2 separate regions of the Mus musculus genome follow, and region 2 is linked to region 1. Evidence: chromatin contacts called from public promoter capture Hi-C data. All regions are on one chromosome and are shown on one strand. Each heading gives the region's core, a stretch centred on a gene start, on an enhancer-like site or on the middle of the called end of the contact. The rest is flanking DNA. Distances are from core to core; before and after follow the strand shown.

Region 1 (7,414 bases), core at 4,191-6,690:
ATAAACACTGGCCTTCTCTTCAGCCTCTTGGGCCGCCATCCCCTTTTGTTGGCTAAACCCAGCCATTTTGAGCATGACTTCTCCTTGCTGTCCATTACCACCCCCAATTTCCCTTTGCCTTCTCACTTTGCCACCCTGTTCCCATCCCTGTCCCCAGATTTTCCCTGACCTCTTCCTGGGATGAGAAGGCAGCTCTCGCCCTACCATGCTACCAGGATATGCCTGAAGGAGTTGTCTGCTTGGGTGGGCAAGAGTGATGGAAGAAGCTGTGGGTGACTGTCTATACTGCACAAATGAGAGTGGAACATGGAGAAGAGGACACTGAGGTCTCTAAGACCCAGCAGGAGGTTTCACTCCTGTTCATAGAGCCCCAGGAACAAAACTCACAACAAGGATAGCTGCTACTCTCCAGCCATAGGGGGCCCATTCAGCTTCTGCACTCTCATGGGGCCCTATTAGCCAGGTGGGTGTGTGTATACTCCAGAAGACAGATTACAAAGACACAGGCCAATCAAGGTCCAGCCTGCAGGGGACGACTGTGCAGAGACCGGCCAGTGTGCTTCCTCCAGGTCTTTCTCTGTTTGCCCAGGGACCTTCTGCCCCACCCCAACACACTCATACACACTGTCTCTAGAATAATGTGTGCTGATTTGCATGTGCTTTCCCTCAGAAAATACTCCTGAAGTAACCAAGGGATCAGAAAGTAAACAAAGGGAGCCAGGAATAATGCATATCATACAGGACCGCTGTGGGACAACACAGTCTGGAGGCAGCGGTGTCATGACGACAGAGGGCATTCTCAAAAGTTGGAAGAAACTACTTTGGGTGAATCTTAGGGGCCTGGAACAGTGGGAGGCACTGAGAAGAAACCATTGGTGGCCACCGTTAGGACACTTGGGAAGACTAATAAGGCCAGGAGTATCTTTAGCCAGTGTCATACCCATCCTTGCCTCAGTGCTCCCACCCTTGCTCCAGTGCTCCCACCCTTGCTCCAGTGCTCCCACCCATCCTTGCTCCAGTGCTCCCCCCGCCCTGCCCGCCCCCCCCCCCCCCGTGCTCCTGGAAACCATTTCCCTTTATGCATTGCTGGTCTTGTTCCTGTGCACTTGAGTGTGCCAGACTTGGTGCTGAGCCCTAGACACATCCTCTTATTATCCTGACACTAAAACCATGACATGAAACCTAAAATCCTCATGTTGAGGTCGAGGAAAGTGAGACCCAACCCCAATCATCTACTCAGGGTTAGGTAGTTAGAAAAAAAAAACCTGAGCTGGCTTTTCCATTCCAGCCCTCAGTAACTCCAAACATAAGCTTCTAGCATGAGCCAATCCTCAGGTGGCTATGAATGGAAGGAGAGCCCCCAGAGAAAATGTGTTCCTGTTCCCCTGGGAAGAATAATAAGGCCATTAATATCTTCAGCCAGTGCCATACCCATCCTTGCCTCAGTGCTCCCACCCTTGCTCCAGTGCTCCCCCCCCCCCCCGGACTGGCACTGGATGTGTTTCATTTGCACCTGCCTAAAACCACAGGGCATCCCAGTCCTCTTTGGCATCCAGCCCCACTGGCTGGGATCCATTGTTCCAGCTTCCTGTTCCCCAGCCTTTTGTCTGGCACGTGGTCTCAGGTGGCTTGTGGTGTTCCTTAGCAACCCCAAGCCCAGAGTAGGGTCCTTTAGCAGGCAGTGCTGTTTCAAAGAGAAGGATTCCTATAAGTCCCCCCACCCCCCTGCCTCCCAGCACAACCTAGGAAGCAGACCTTGGCCAGTGCAGAACAGGCACTCTTAGGCACAGAAAATGACCCCAGCTTCTTGTCTCAACTGTTGACACTGCAGAATGATCTGGCCTGGATGACGGGGACATTGTTTTTCATAGGAGACATTTGGGGTTTCTTTCTCTGCCTCTGTACCCAACGCCAGAGGAAGCCTCTAGAAAGAAGATGGAATACCCTTCAATTACAGTCTTCCCCAGGGCTGGCTTTCCCCATACCACGATGACTAGGCTGACCCATGAACCTATTCTCTGAGCCACAGGCTCCCACCCAACCCTGCTTGCTCAGCCTGTCCTTATCTCGGTAGAAGCTTTGTGGGACACTTTAGGGTGACTCCCTGCCATGAGAAACATTTTCCAGAGGGTTTCCTCCTGGGGTGACTACTTTTGGAATCCCTGAGTCATTTCAGCTTCCAGGGAATCCTTGAGGGGTGTGGGGGCGGCAATGGGGAGAATGCTGGGGGCGGGAGCAAAGAAAGGTTGGCCCAACATCTGACATGTTGTACCCTCCCAACATGTCTCTACTTGCCTGGCAGCCAACCGGGGCTGGAATTCCTTCCCTGTGCCTCTGGGGAAAGAGGTCAGCACCTGCCAGAAAGGGAAGGAGAAATGTAATGAACGATGTCTTCTATGCTATGCTCAGAAAAGCTCTTGGGGCTTTCTGGGAGTTCAAATACAAGTGTCTGTCTAAAGGGTGATCAAGCCCGTTCCCGCTGCCTTGAGATTTTCGTCTGCTCATGACCTTGGATGCTCCTTTGGCTCATGCTTCCTTGTTGGTAGGAATGTATATGGTATTGTGTGTCCCTGGAGTGAGTGATCTTATTGGTACCAAAAAAGATTAGCTGCCCTGGACCTAAGGGCCTAAAACAGTATGGCATCCACGGAATTGAGTTCATTTCTATTCACCTTCTAAGAAGCCAGGACTCAGGTTATTAAAATATTTAAATCCCCACGTACCTGCTGGTAAGCAGAAGCTGTTCTTGGCAATGGGACAACCCCATCACGCTTTTCTGAGCGACCCAGCAATGGCAAAGATGGAGACCTCTAGAATAGCACTCCCACATTCTGATTTGTAGGTGATAATGGCCCTGGATACAAATTATTTTTTAAAGATTTATTTTTATTATTTTAATTACGTGTATTGGGTGTGTGTGGGGGGGGGCTGTGTACATGGACTCAAGTGCCCACAGAGAGATCCACCTGGAGCCGGGGTTACAGGTAAGTCACCTAATGTAGATGCTGGGAACTGAACTCAGGTCCTTAGGAAGAACAACAGTATGTGCTCTTCCTAACCACTGACCCACCTCTCCAGCACACTAATTATTTTGAATGGGATTGTTAAGTACTGAACAATCAGGCCCAGGAGACTACCTTCCAGGAGAACCCAGTTTGATCTGGGAAACACATGGAGTTATCAGATGAGGAGTGAAAGGACCCAGTTATGGTATCTTTCCAAGGCTAACCCAATTTACCTTCCAAGGCTAACCCAATGTTGCCCTATATTCAAAGCTCCTGTGTTCATTCATCAAATATTTGTTCGCTCATATTTATTGAGCATCTACTGCACACCAGACACTGACATTCTAAGTGCTAGGAATGAAGAGGAAGATAAGAGAGACAGGCCTCTTCCTCCCAGGGCTTACAGTTTAGGAGACAGATGATCAACAATGAGAACGATGCCTTCTGATTATAACATAAAGCACAATGAAGAGAATGAGACCATGCTCCGACATAGGAGGAGCACAGAGCTGCTGTGGGGGTGAGAGACTGGAGAGGGTGGAAAGGCAATGCTAACGGGAAAGGCCTTTTTGGCGTGGTGATGGGAAGGGTCTGGAGGCTCTGACACATTTCAGAAGCAACAGGATAACGTGAATGGAAAACTAGGGGTGAAGAGGGGACTGGGATGCGAGGAGGAGGAGGAGGAGGAGGAGGAGGAGGGAGGAGCATGTGGGTGGGACAAGGAAGGGAAAAGATAGATGAACCCTGCTGGGAAGACTTCCTTCTTTGCTACTCTTTGAATGTGGCCAAACCATGGTGTAAGACCATAGGAGGCTGCTCTCTATACAAGGCATCACCCCCATTCAGCCAGTTTTCTCCAAGCGCTCCCTGAGGCTAGAATTCTTCCTAGTTTGAATACCTGAGTACCTGCAACCTTAAAGGAGAGGGCAGAAGTGGGGGTATATAAATGTCGGAAAGGACCGGACAGTGGTGGGGCATGCCTTTAATCCCAGCACTTGGGAGGCAGAGGCAGGTGAATTTCTGAGTTTGAGACCAACCTGGTCTACAGAGTGAGTTCCAGAAGAATAAAAAAAACCAACCAAGACTGCAGCAAAGGTTCCCATTCCTTCAGCTGAGAACATCTGGTTTTCGTGAAAGTGTTGTTAGAGGAAGAAGGGGCATTTTCCATCTGTGTTCTCCTTGCCAAAGCAACTGTTACACGGGAGGAATTAAAACTGCCGGATGGCTATGACTAGACCAAGGTATCAGAGCTAACAAGCCAGGATTCACTCCCAAGACAGAAGCTGCCCCTACCTAAAGTCATTCCTCAAGCTCTGAGGTCCCCACCCATCTCTCAAACTGCAGCCCTGCCTGGACCTTTCACATCCTTCTGCTTAGCTTCCCCGAAAATTCCTTTTCGTTCTAATGGAGCCTGAGTCTGTTGAAGGTTTCCAGCCAGGGCATGAAGTCTGCCCTCCAGCATCACTGACCAGGGCCAGCACCATTCATCCCGCGTTCATCCTGAAACTTTCACTGAGCCACCCTTAGGTGCCAACTCTCCCTCTCCCTCGGCAGAGGGTTCTAGGTAACCAGGCAGTAAACATTGTCCCCTCGGGTGGTTCTGGGAAAATGCTGTGCTTAAGCTTGTGGAACACTGTGGTGTGGTGGAGCAACAGTGGTCTCAAAGCCTCCAGTTCACAAAGGTCCTTAAGTAAGATTTTATCTGTTCTCTTGTAAAGAGGTTACGACTAAGCTCGTTGTCTGTTTGTGCTTAAAGTGCTCATTTGTTAAACGTAAACACTGGGGAAACATTACAGCTTTGCACCTCTATTTAGCAGCTTGCTTACCAGGACACACTCCCCCCACCCCGCCCCAAATTCTTTTCTTTTGAAGAAGACAGATCTCTCCCAACCCTGAGAAGCTCTGATGTATATCTCCTCGAAGTAAAGGCTAGAGAAGAGGGCGACTGAAGGGAGGCCGCAGGAAGGGGAAAGGAGGCAAGGAGCTGGGGTTTGGCTGAAACTCCCGATTCCAGCCCCTCAGAAAGAGTTTTGTCATCTTCTGCCTACGATCTCTACTCCAGCTGCTCCAGTAGCAGCGAGGGCCAAACCAAAGACAAGAAACAGGCCCGGACTGGCAAAGGAGGCTAAAAGGCGGTGCAACCGGCCAGCCTGGGATCTGGTGCCAGCCGCTAAAGCTTCTTGTTCTCTCCCAAGGGCCAGAATCTTTGTTCAGCACCAGACTCCAAGCCTGTGGCCCTCTGGACCTCCCCGGCTCACCCCCGCAGCCGGTTTGAGCCCCTGCAAAGTCAGCGTGCTCAAACCGCCGGGACCCTAGCGCGCGGCGGAAGCAGCGCGTCCCCTCCCTCGGGAAAGACAGATGTGGGGCTAATGAAAGGGAGGCAGGGAGAGGCGTGGGGCTGGCGGGGGAGAGCGGGGGCGTGTCGGGCAGAGCCGAGCTCCCCGGAGCGCGCGGACCAGACCACCCCGCGGTCTGCTGCGCGGTCCCGAGGAGGAAGGTGCGGGGGAGAGTGGCCGGGCTGGGGCGCGCAGTTTGGCCCGAGGGTCTGGAGCTGAAACTCAACACCGCCTCGGAAAGGATCGTCCCCTTTCCCTACAGCTTCCCCTTCCCCCTTCCTCCCCCTTCTCTTAATCCCCTGGCCCGAGCCCCTCGCGAGAGGAATGGGCCTGCGGGGAGGGGAGGGAGAGCTTGCCGAGGGGGAGCGGGAGCCCGGGCAAGGGAGGGAAGGGGCGCGGAGTGCAAGGGGTGATCGGGGGCCGCGCGCGACCCCGGACCTTTTCTAACCCTCAGTGTCCCCACCTCGACCCTAGGCGAGCCCACAGCACTGCTCCTCCCCTTCTCTGTTCCCTTTTGCTCGGTGCCTTTTTCTTCATTTCCCAAGACACCTGGAGCTTCCCTAAGCTTTGGGACGCGCCGAGGGCCCGGTCCAGGGTGTGTGAGCGGGGACTGGGGCCAGAGGGGTGCCTGGGGCAAAGGGTGGTGCGCGCCCTTGAGCGCTGAGACTGAGAGGTGCCTGGCGGCCACCTCCAAGACCCGGCTGTGTTGAGAAGGAGTGTGGCCGGGAGAGCTCGCCTCGGCGCGGGCCTGGGCAGACAGCCCAGCTCCACCGCCACGCGCTCTTAGGCCTTTTGGCGCCGGCCTTTGCGCTGACTTGAGCGAGTTTGGCGACACGCAGCTCAGTTGTCGCTCCTCCTCCTTCCCCGCGGGTCCCGCCGCAGTGGCCCGGCTGCCACGACCACAGACAGCCCTGGGAGCACCGCTCTGCGCCGCTGGGGGAGGGTTGGCCCCAAGAGTCGCTCGTCCAGCCCAACCACTCAGGCGGCTTCTCCCAGCCCTCGGGGCTAGCCTGAGCTGCTTGGAGAGGCGTCGAAAGCAGCCACAGCTCCTGTCTCTTAGCCTGGGAAGTGAGCTGTGAGCCCATGTGAGTCCAGGAGGCCTCTGCGACTTAAGGCGGCAGCTGTGGGGGCCTGGAGCCCCGAGAGACCCTGGGGGACAATTTAGAGCGCGCCCCTTGGATGAGGTCCCGCAGCGACGCCCAGGCCCGCCTTACTCCTCCTCCTGCTTGGCCAAGCTGCCTCCTATTTGGAAAGTTTTGTGGGTTTTCTTTCTCTTCCTCCAACTTTGGGGGGAGGCATCTATCTCCTCAAGCGCTACAGCTTGGGGTGACCTTCTGACTTGGAGGCCGGGAACCATGGTGTGGGGCAGCCATCGCTGAAGTCAGCGAAACAGAGCCTGGCCTGAAGCAGGCGACGCTGGAGGCCAGAGCCATGGCCATTGCCACGTCGGTGAGTTCACCAGGGAAAGGAGGTTTGCCAGGCAGACACCTCCAACCTGCTCTATGGCACTGTCCTGTTTATTTCTATCCACTCAGTGATCTCTCCCAGAAGCCTGTCCTCTTTTGTTCCTTTCTCCCTCCCTCTCAGTCCTCATCCCCTGTGCCTTCTGGTTCTGGGTTGGCCCCTCCTCCTCTCTCCCTATTCTCTTTCTTTATAGTGGTTGTGGATAGTTGGGGGATGAGGGGGGAGGGCGGAGTGTAACCCCATCCTATCTGCTCTTGCTGGGTGGAAACAGATGCCTATTGGGGGTTGGCAGGGGCTTGTAATTGGGAGGTAAGTAAAAGGAGTTTTCTGACAAAGACCAGGAAGCCCAAGGAAAATGGAAGGCCAAGGAAGCCCAACTCTAAAGGATTGGGGGGAAAATGGAGAAACAGGCAGGTGACCAGGCTGGGGAAAATAACATAGAGTAGGGGCGATGATGTCAGCCCGCCTCGGGCCACTTTCTAGTGACTAGGAACAAAAGACAGGGACAGTTGGCTTGTTGGAATTGCGGGAGGAGGCCTCCCAGAAAGCGCAGTGGCACCCTGCCACCCAAATAAGTCAGCCATTGCCTCACAAGTCAGCTGGGCCCCT
Region 2 (6,431 bases), core at 162-2,661, 370 kb after region 1:
GTTAAAGGCATGAGCCACTACCCTTGGCCCTAGAATGTTCTAAAGCTGTGACCCTTTAATACAGATTCTCATGTTGTGGTGACCCCCAACCATAAATGATTTCCATTACTTACTTCATAACTGTAATTTTGCTGTTACGAATTGTAAACACCTGTGTTCTCCAGTGGCCTTAGGTGACCCCTGTAGGGTCGTTCAACCAACCAAAGGGGTCTCGACCACAGGTTGAGAACTGCTGTTCTAAGGAAAAGCCAAACAGCTCCATTTCCTAGCACTTTTGCTCCATCCTATCAGTTTGTTCTCTGATGCAAGCGATCTAATCACTGGGCTAGGGAGATGGCTCAACCATCCCTCTTCAAGTAAACCTGGGTTGGATTCTCCACACTTATATGGTGGTAACTGTAACCGGTTCCAGAGGATCCCACAGCAGTAAGCATACAAGTGGTTCACAGACATATGTGCCAGTCAAACACCCACACACGTAAACAACAGTAAAATAAATAAAAACGTATAAAGAGCTCTAATAACCTTGAAGCAGTTTATTTAAGACTTTTATTTTTTTAGATGGGCAACTTCAGCATAGTGCCCGGGCCTAGCTTTGAACTCTCGATCTTCCTAACTCAACCTCCTGAGTAGGTGTGGTGAAGGATTAACAGTACAGCTAAACATCTTATTTTCCAAAAGAAGTCACTTCCTGATTGGGTACCCTTAGTTTTACAAAACCAGTGTAGGCATAAGTAGGAGTGAAGGAAGGATGATGGGAAATAAGGGATGTGGGAATGGGGCAGGGCAGTTAACGCGGCTCAATGGGTAAAGGAGCTTGCTACCAAGCCTATGATGTCTCACTCCCAGAATGTCTTCTGACCTCCACAGCACACGTAGGACACACAGTAAATAAAACGTGACTTTAAAAAAAAACAGAGGGAGCGCGGAGGAGGCGAGGTAGGTTAAGAAATTCAAGAGGTGAGGCTGGAGCAACGTAGTAAAAGGATCTGAGTTCAAGTCCCAGAACCCAAAATCTGGCAGCTCACAAGCACCTGTAACATCGGCTCAAAGGGCTCTGGCTCCCTCTTCCGGCCTCCGTGGACACCGCCCACATATGGCGCATGCGCTCGCCCACATCGATAAATAAAAACAAACCAGTGGGGGTGTAGTGGCGTGCACCTTTCCTCTCATCAATCGGGAGGCCGAGACAGGACGATCTCTGATACCAACAACACATTGGCTCGACCTCCGAGCACCACAGTGGCAGGCCTAAGCTTCCGAGCTGGGCCGCCACCTCTATATAACCTTCCGTGCCTAGTCTTCCCCTTTGTTAAATGGGTGAAGTTCCGACTTCCAGGATCCGAGCCGCTACCGCGACAGTTGCGCTGAGCGCGCGCTCCCGGGGCGGGGCTGCGCCAGGCGGGAACGGAGGCCCCGCCCCGTCCTGTGCCCGGCTGATTTAAGACCCAGTTGTTTCTACGCTGGCGGCAGCGCCTTTCCCGGGCAGGCCCCGGCCTTAGCGCTCCGGCGGCGAGCCGTGCAGGTTAGCGCTCGACGACCGCGAGCTTGCGGCGAGGCCGCGCTCGCCCTTTAGGACTCCTTGGCGACCCAGACGGTAGGTCGGCGCCGGAGAGCGCGTCTGCATCTTGATTATCTCCGGCCTTGTAAGGGTCACCTCTTGTGAAAACAGTCAGGACGATCAATCTGCGTCCAGCACAGCGTGCAGGGGAACGGCTGGAGGGCTCGAAGCACGCCTGCGTCAGAGTTCGGCGCTCTGCGCTCCTGCGCGTGGGACCCCGGCTGCCTGCGCAGGGTGGGGGTGAAGCCTAAGGTCACGTCCTGTGGGCGGCTCCGCTGAGGACCCCTGGGCGGTTGAAACCCTCGTGGCTGGGTGCCTAACTGGCCTGCAAAACTTTATTTGTAGGTGTAGTTCAACAACATTCTGAGTTGGTAAAACGGAACTTACTGGTAAAACATAACTAAATAGCTTTTGTTGACAAGTCGATTGTTATTAATTCTTGATGCTTCATGCAAGGCAAGAACCGTTATCGCGGCTTTGCAGGTGGAACACTGTTGGCACCTGAAAAAGGAGCATTTCACATAAACTCACACAGAAAACATGGGGGGCGGGGCGGAGCCACAAATTAATGTCTCGAATTGCGCCTCCTCAGCTGATTCCTCTAGACCACGCTACAAAACAAACGGCTAGTTGCTTTCATGTGACTCATAAAAGGAGCGAATAAACCAATGTTCTGTGGACGTGAAGCGTTAAGTACTAATAAGCTTCAGACTCGGGGCTGCCTCGGGCTCAGCTGCCATTTGGAGGAGTGGGTAAAGCAATAAGGGAAAGAATGGGCAGGCAATGTTTGTGTTGCTGTTGAGTTTCTCATTGCTCTCTGTTGATGACATTCTTTTCAAGGTGCTCCAGGTTCTGGCAAAACACCTATCTGTATAGCTATGTCCCCACACTAACCACTGCAGTGCATTGTTACTGGAAAAGCTGTTGTAGTTCAAGTGTCTGTCGCTCTTGCTCCCAGACAGATAGCTCTTTCATGAGATGACACTGACAGAGAAGCACCAGAAAGAAACTGTGATATTCCACAGTTGAGCTATAAAGGGGGCAAAAGGTATACTGGGACCCACACCCCTTAGTTTACTGGGAACACGACAGACAGCAACAGTTTGTAGCTCCAGCAAAATGGTAACGGTAGGAAGACGCCTTCCATTAGAACTTAGTGGATTTGGGTGGTGTACTGGCTGGTTTTGTGTCAACCTGACAGCTGGAGTTATCACAGAGAAAGGAGCTTCAGTTGAGGAAATGCCTCTATGAGATCCAACTGCAAGGCATTTTCTCAATTAGTGATCAAGGGGGAAAGGCCCCTTGTGGGTGGGACCATCTCTGGGCTGGTAATCTTGATTCTATAAGAGAGCAGGCTGAGCAAGCCAGGGAAAGCAAGCCAGTAAAGAACATCCCTCCATGGCCTCTGCATCAGCTTTCTGACCTGCTTGAGTTCCAGTCCTGACTTCCTTTAGTGATGAACAGCAGTTTGGAAGTGTAAGCTGAATAAACCCTTTCCTCCCCAACTTGCTGCTTGAGTTCCAGTCCTGACTTCCTTTAGTGATGAACAGCAATGTGGAAGTGTAAGCTGAATAAACCCTTTCCTCCACAACTTGCTTCTTGGTCATGATGTTTGCGCAGGAATAGAAACCCTAAGACAGGCGGGTAGGGGTGAAGTAGGAGTGGTTCTGTTTAGAGTCATACTTTGGACAGCTTGGGAGAGATTTTGTTCTTGGAATGGAAGGTATTCTGGTATTTATTTGTAAGTTTTCCATAAAATGCTAAAGAATTTGGGGACCCTGATGTCTGATATAGCCCTGCTCTATAAGAAACATCTCTGAGCCAGATGTGATGGCATGAACTTTTAATCCTGGCACCCAGGAGGAAGAGGGTCAAGGTTCTAGGCTTGACTCTGGCACAGAATTTGAGCCCAGAGTTGGCTTGTGAGACTGCCTAAGGTAGCTTGAGCAGCAGCCAGGGGTTTGTTCAACTTGCATTTTCTCCCATTTGTTTCCATACAGATAATACCAAGAAAACGAGATGGCGTCTGGAGATTTCTGTGCACCTGGAGAAGGTGTAGAAATGCTGCTGCAAGGTAAGGGGAGTGTCCTGGTTAGGGTCTCATTGCTGTGAAGAGACACCATGACCAAGGCAACTCTTATAAAGAAAAACATTTAACCGGAGTGGCTTACAGTTTCAGTCCATTATCATCATGGTGGGAAGCATGGCAGCATGCAGGCAGACATGGGGCGGGAGTTGGGAGTTGCTCAGAGTTCTACCTCTTGATCTGCAGGCGGCAGCAGGAGACTGTGTCTCACACTGGACATAGCTTGAGTATATATAAGACCTCAAAGTCCGCCTCCACAGTGACACACTTCCGTAAGGCCACACCTCCTAATGGTGCCACTCCCTATGGCCAAGCATTCAAACACATGAGCCTATGGGGGCCATACCTATTCACCCCCACCACCTGCAAAAAAAAAAAAAAAGGCCTGGTGACTTTCCCAGAGGTCTCGTCCAGATCCTTGCTTCCTGAGATGACAGAGGTTCACAAGGCCCACTAGAACGGTTTCACTCACAGCACCCGGTTCTGAGGAAAGTAGAATCTAGGAGTTTTTGGGGCACTCTAATAAGAAGCAGGTTGGACCAACTCTTCATACTGATTCAGTACCTGTTACTGCAATAGATGCATCGTGGCAGTCTGTTGCCAAGGTAAGGGTGGCTAGCTTGTCCCTTTTGTGTTTGTTTGTTTTTGTTTTTCGAGACAGGGTTTCTCTGTGTAGCCCTGTCTGTCCTGGAACTCACTCTGTAACCAGGCTGGCCTCGAACTCAGAAATCCGCCTGCCTCTGCCTCCTGAGTGCTGGGATTAAAGGTGTTCACCCCCATACCCGGCCAAAAAGATTTATATCTTATTCTGTAAAATGACTTTAGACATAATAATCCAAAGCATAAATGTGTATGAGTGTGTGTGTGTGTGTGTGTATGAGTGTGTGTGTGTGTGTGTGTGTGTGTGTGTGTGGTAGATAATGGTAAAAGATGTCAGCAGAGCCCCCTGGGAGAGAGATGGGGTAACCAAAGGACACCGACCTCTCCATGATCTTTCTCTCATACCTGTGCTGCCGGCAAGGGTTACCCTGCTCTGCTTCTCAACAGTCCGTTAATCTCTCTTACCTTTCTCAGCCTTGCTTGAGTGAATGAGCGAGGCCTTCTCCACAGTCGGAACTTGCATATCTGTTCCCCACTTCCTCAAGAACTCTAATGATATTGGCCAGGCTTGGTGTTGCATGCCTGTAATCCCAGGGCTTAGGTGCCTGAAGCAGGAGGATTACAGATTCAAAGCCAGCCTGGGGCTACATAGAAAAAAACGTAAAAAAAGCAAAGTTTCTAATAAGTGTCTGAATGAGGGATTTTGATTACTGTGGTGAACCATACTAAACGGTCTCTCTCTCTCTCTCTCTCTTTTTTTTCTCTTGGAGCTGGGGAGCCAACCAGGTCCACAGCAAGCCTGTTCTCCCAGTGCCCTACACCCCCCAGGCCCGACATTCCCATTTACCAAGACCTTACATTGGAGCTCGGACTGTAGCTCATGGTAAAGCCTTTGCTTGATGCGCTCGAGTCCCTGGCAGCACACACCCATAGTTACTCCTCACACACAGAGTGAATGCTTGCTAATCTGAGGGCCAATTCTGGTTTATTTGTGATTTATGTTTTGAGGCAGGGTCTCACAGTGTAACGCAGGCCCCTCTGCAGGTCATGTAGCCCAAGCTGGCCTTGAACTCCCAACTCTTCTGCTTCCTTCTCCCTAACACTGCGATTCCAAGTGTGTGGTACCACATCCAAATACTTGTTTTATTTATTTGTTTGTTTGGTTATGGGAGCACTGGGGCGTAGGGACCAGAAGACATCCTTCAGGAGTTGGTGCCCTCATCCTGTCCTGTGGTTTCTGGGAAACAGATTCCGGTCATTAGGCTTGGCTGCAGGCATCCTTACCAGCTGAGCCGCTGTTAAACAGCCAGCAACTCTTTATTTTCGGCACCATCTCACTATGCTGTCGGCTGATGTCAGATTCCTGTGTTTGAAGGACCCTCCCACCTTGGTCTCCTGAGGAGCAGGGACTTGGGGTGAACGTCATCGTTCCTGGCTTCCAGGTCTGTGAGTTTGCTTTGTCGTTTTTTTTTTTTTTTTTTTTTTAAGTGTGCGGTAAGCAGTTTCCTCCGTGTGCCCTGACGGAAGAGGATCTCATACAGAATCCACGTTTCAGCAAGCTGTTGCTCAGTCTCTCCCAGCACGTGGATGAAAGTGGCTTGAGCCTCACGCTGGCCAAGGAGCAGGCTCAGGTAAGGCCCATCGATGGGAGGAGGGACTGCATGAGGAGGGGAGAGTCCTTGAGAGAGAAGCCGCCTCAGACAGGGGTTCCGTTTTGTTTTGAGGCGTGGAGTGAAGTTCGGCATCGTAAGACAGCATGGCTGAGGTATGAGATCTTACAGAGAGTTATCCAAGAGCTGCTCGTGGACTACTATGTGAAGGCCCAAGACACAAACCTAACCTCCGAAGACAAAAAGGTGAGGCCGGAGAAACAAGGTAGGTGTTAAGTCCAGAGATGAGAACAGCCAGGCTAGCCAGTTGTGGCAGCACATGACCGTTACCCAGGGCTTGTGAGGCTATGGAAAGAGCTAGAATGTAGAACTTTGGGGCTAACCTGGGCAACACAGTGAGCCCCTGTAGGAAGAGGGGAAGGGAGAGAGGGAAGGAGGAAAGAAAGGAAGACTGGACAGGGGGAGAGGGATGGAGGTGGTGGGAGCCTAGTAATTCAGTTTTCTGAGGTGGCCACTCGCTTGAGGACCATGGAATGTGTGAGAAGAAATGATTGGGGTGGAAGACATGGGGATG

The links. Promoter capture Hi-C pulls out the DNA fragments that hold promoters and counts their contacts.
Region 2: a promoter capture Hi-C map of cranial neural crest shows a contact between it and region 1. The contact joins the promoter of Haus4 here to the promoter of Efs in region 1. A contact is called at or near these places in 2 of 39 promoter capture datasets (cranial neural crest and maxillary cranial neural crest).

What each region holds. Positions count from the first base shown.
Region 1 is chr14:54,924,814-54,932,227 of GRCm38.p6, reverse strand. Efs (embryonal Fyn-associated substrate) reads left to right here and starts at 5,440. Exons shown (of 6, transcript NM_010112.4): 1 at 5,440-6,790. The coding sequence starts at 6,773.
Region 2 is chr14:54,549,341-54,555,771 of GRCm38.p6, reverse strand. Haus4 (HAUS augmin-like complex, subunit 4) reads left to right here and starts at 1,411. Exons shown (of 10, transcript NM_145462.2): 1 at 1,411-1,597; 2 at 3,562-3,635; 3 at 5,736-5,878; 4 at 5,972-6,103. The coding sequence starts at 3,581.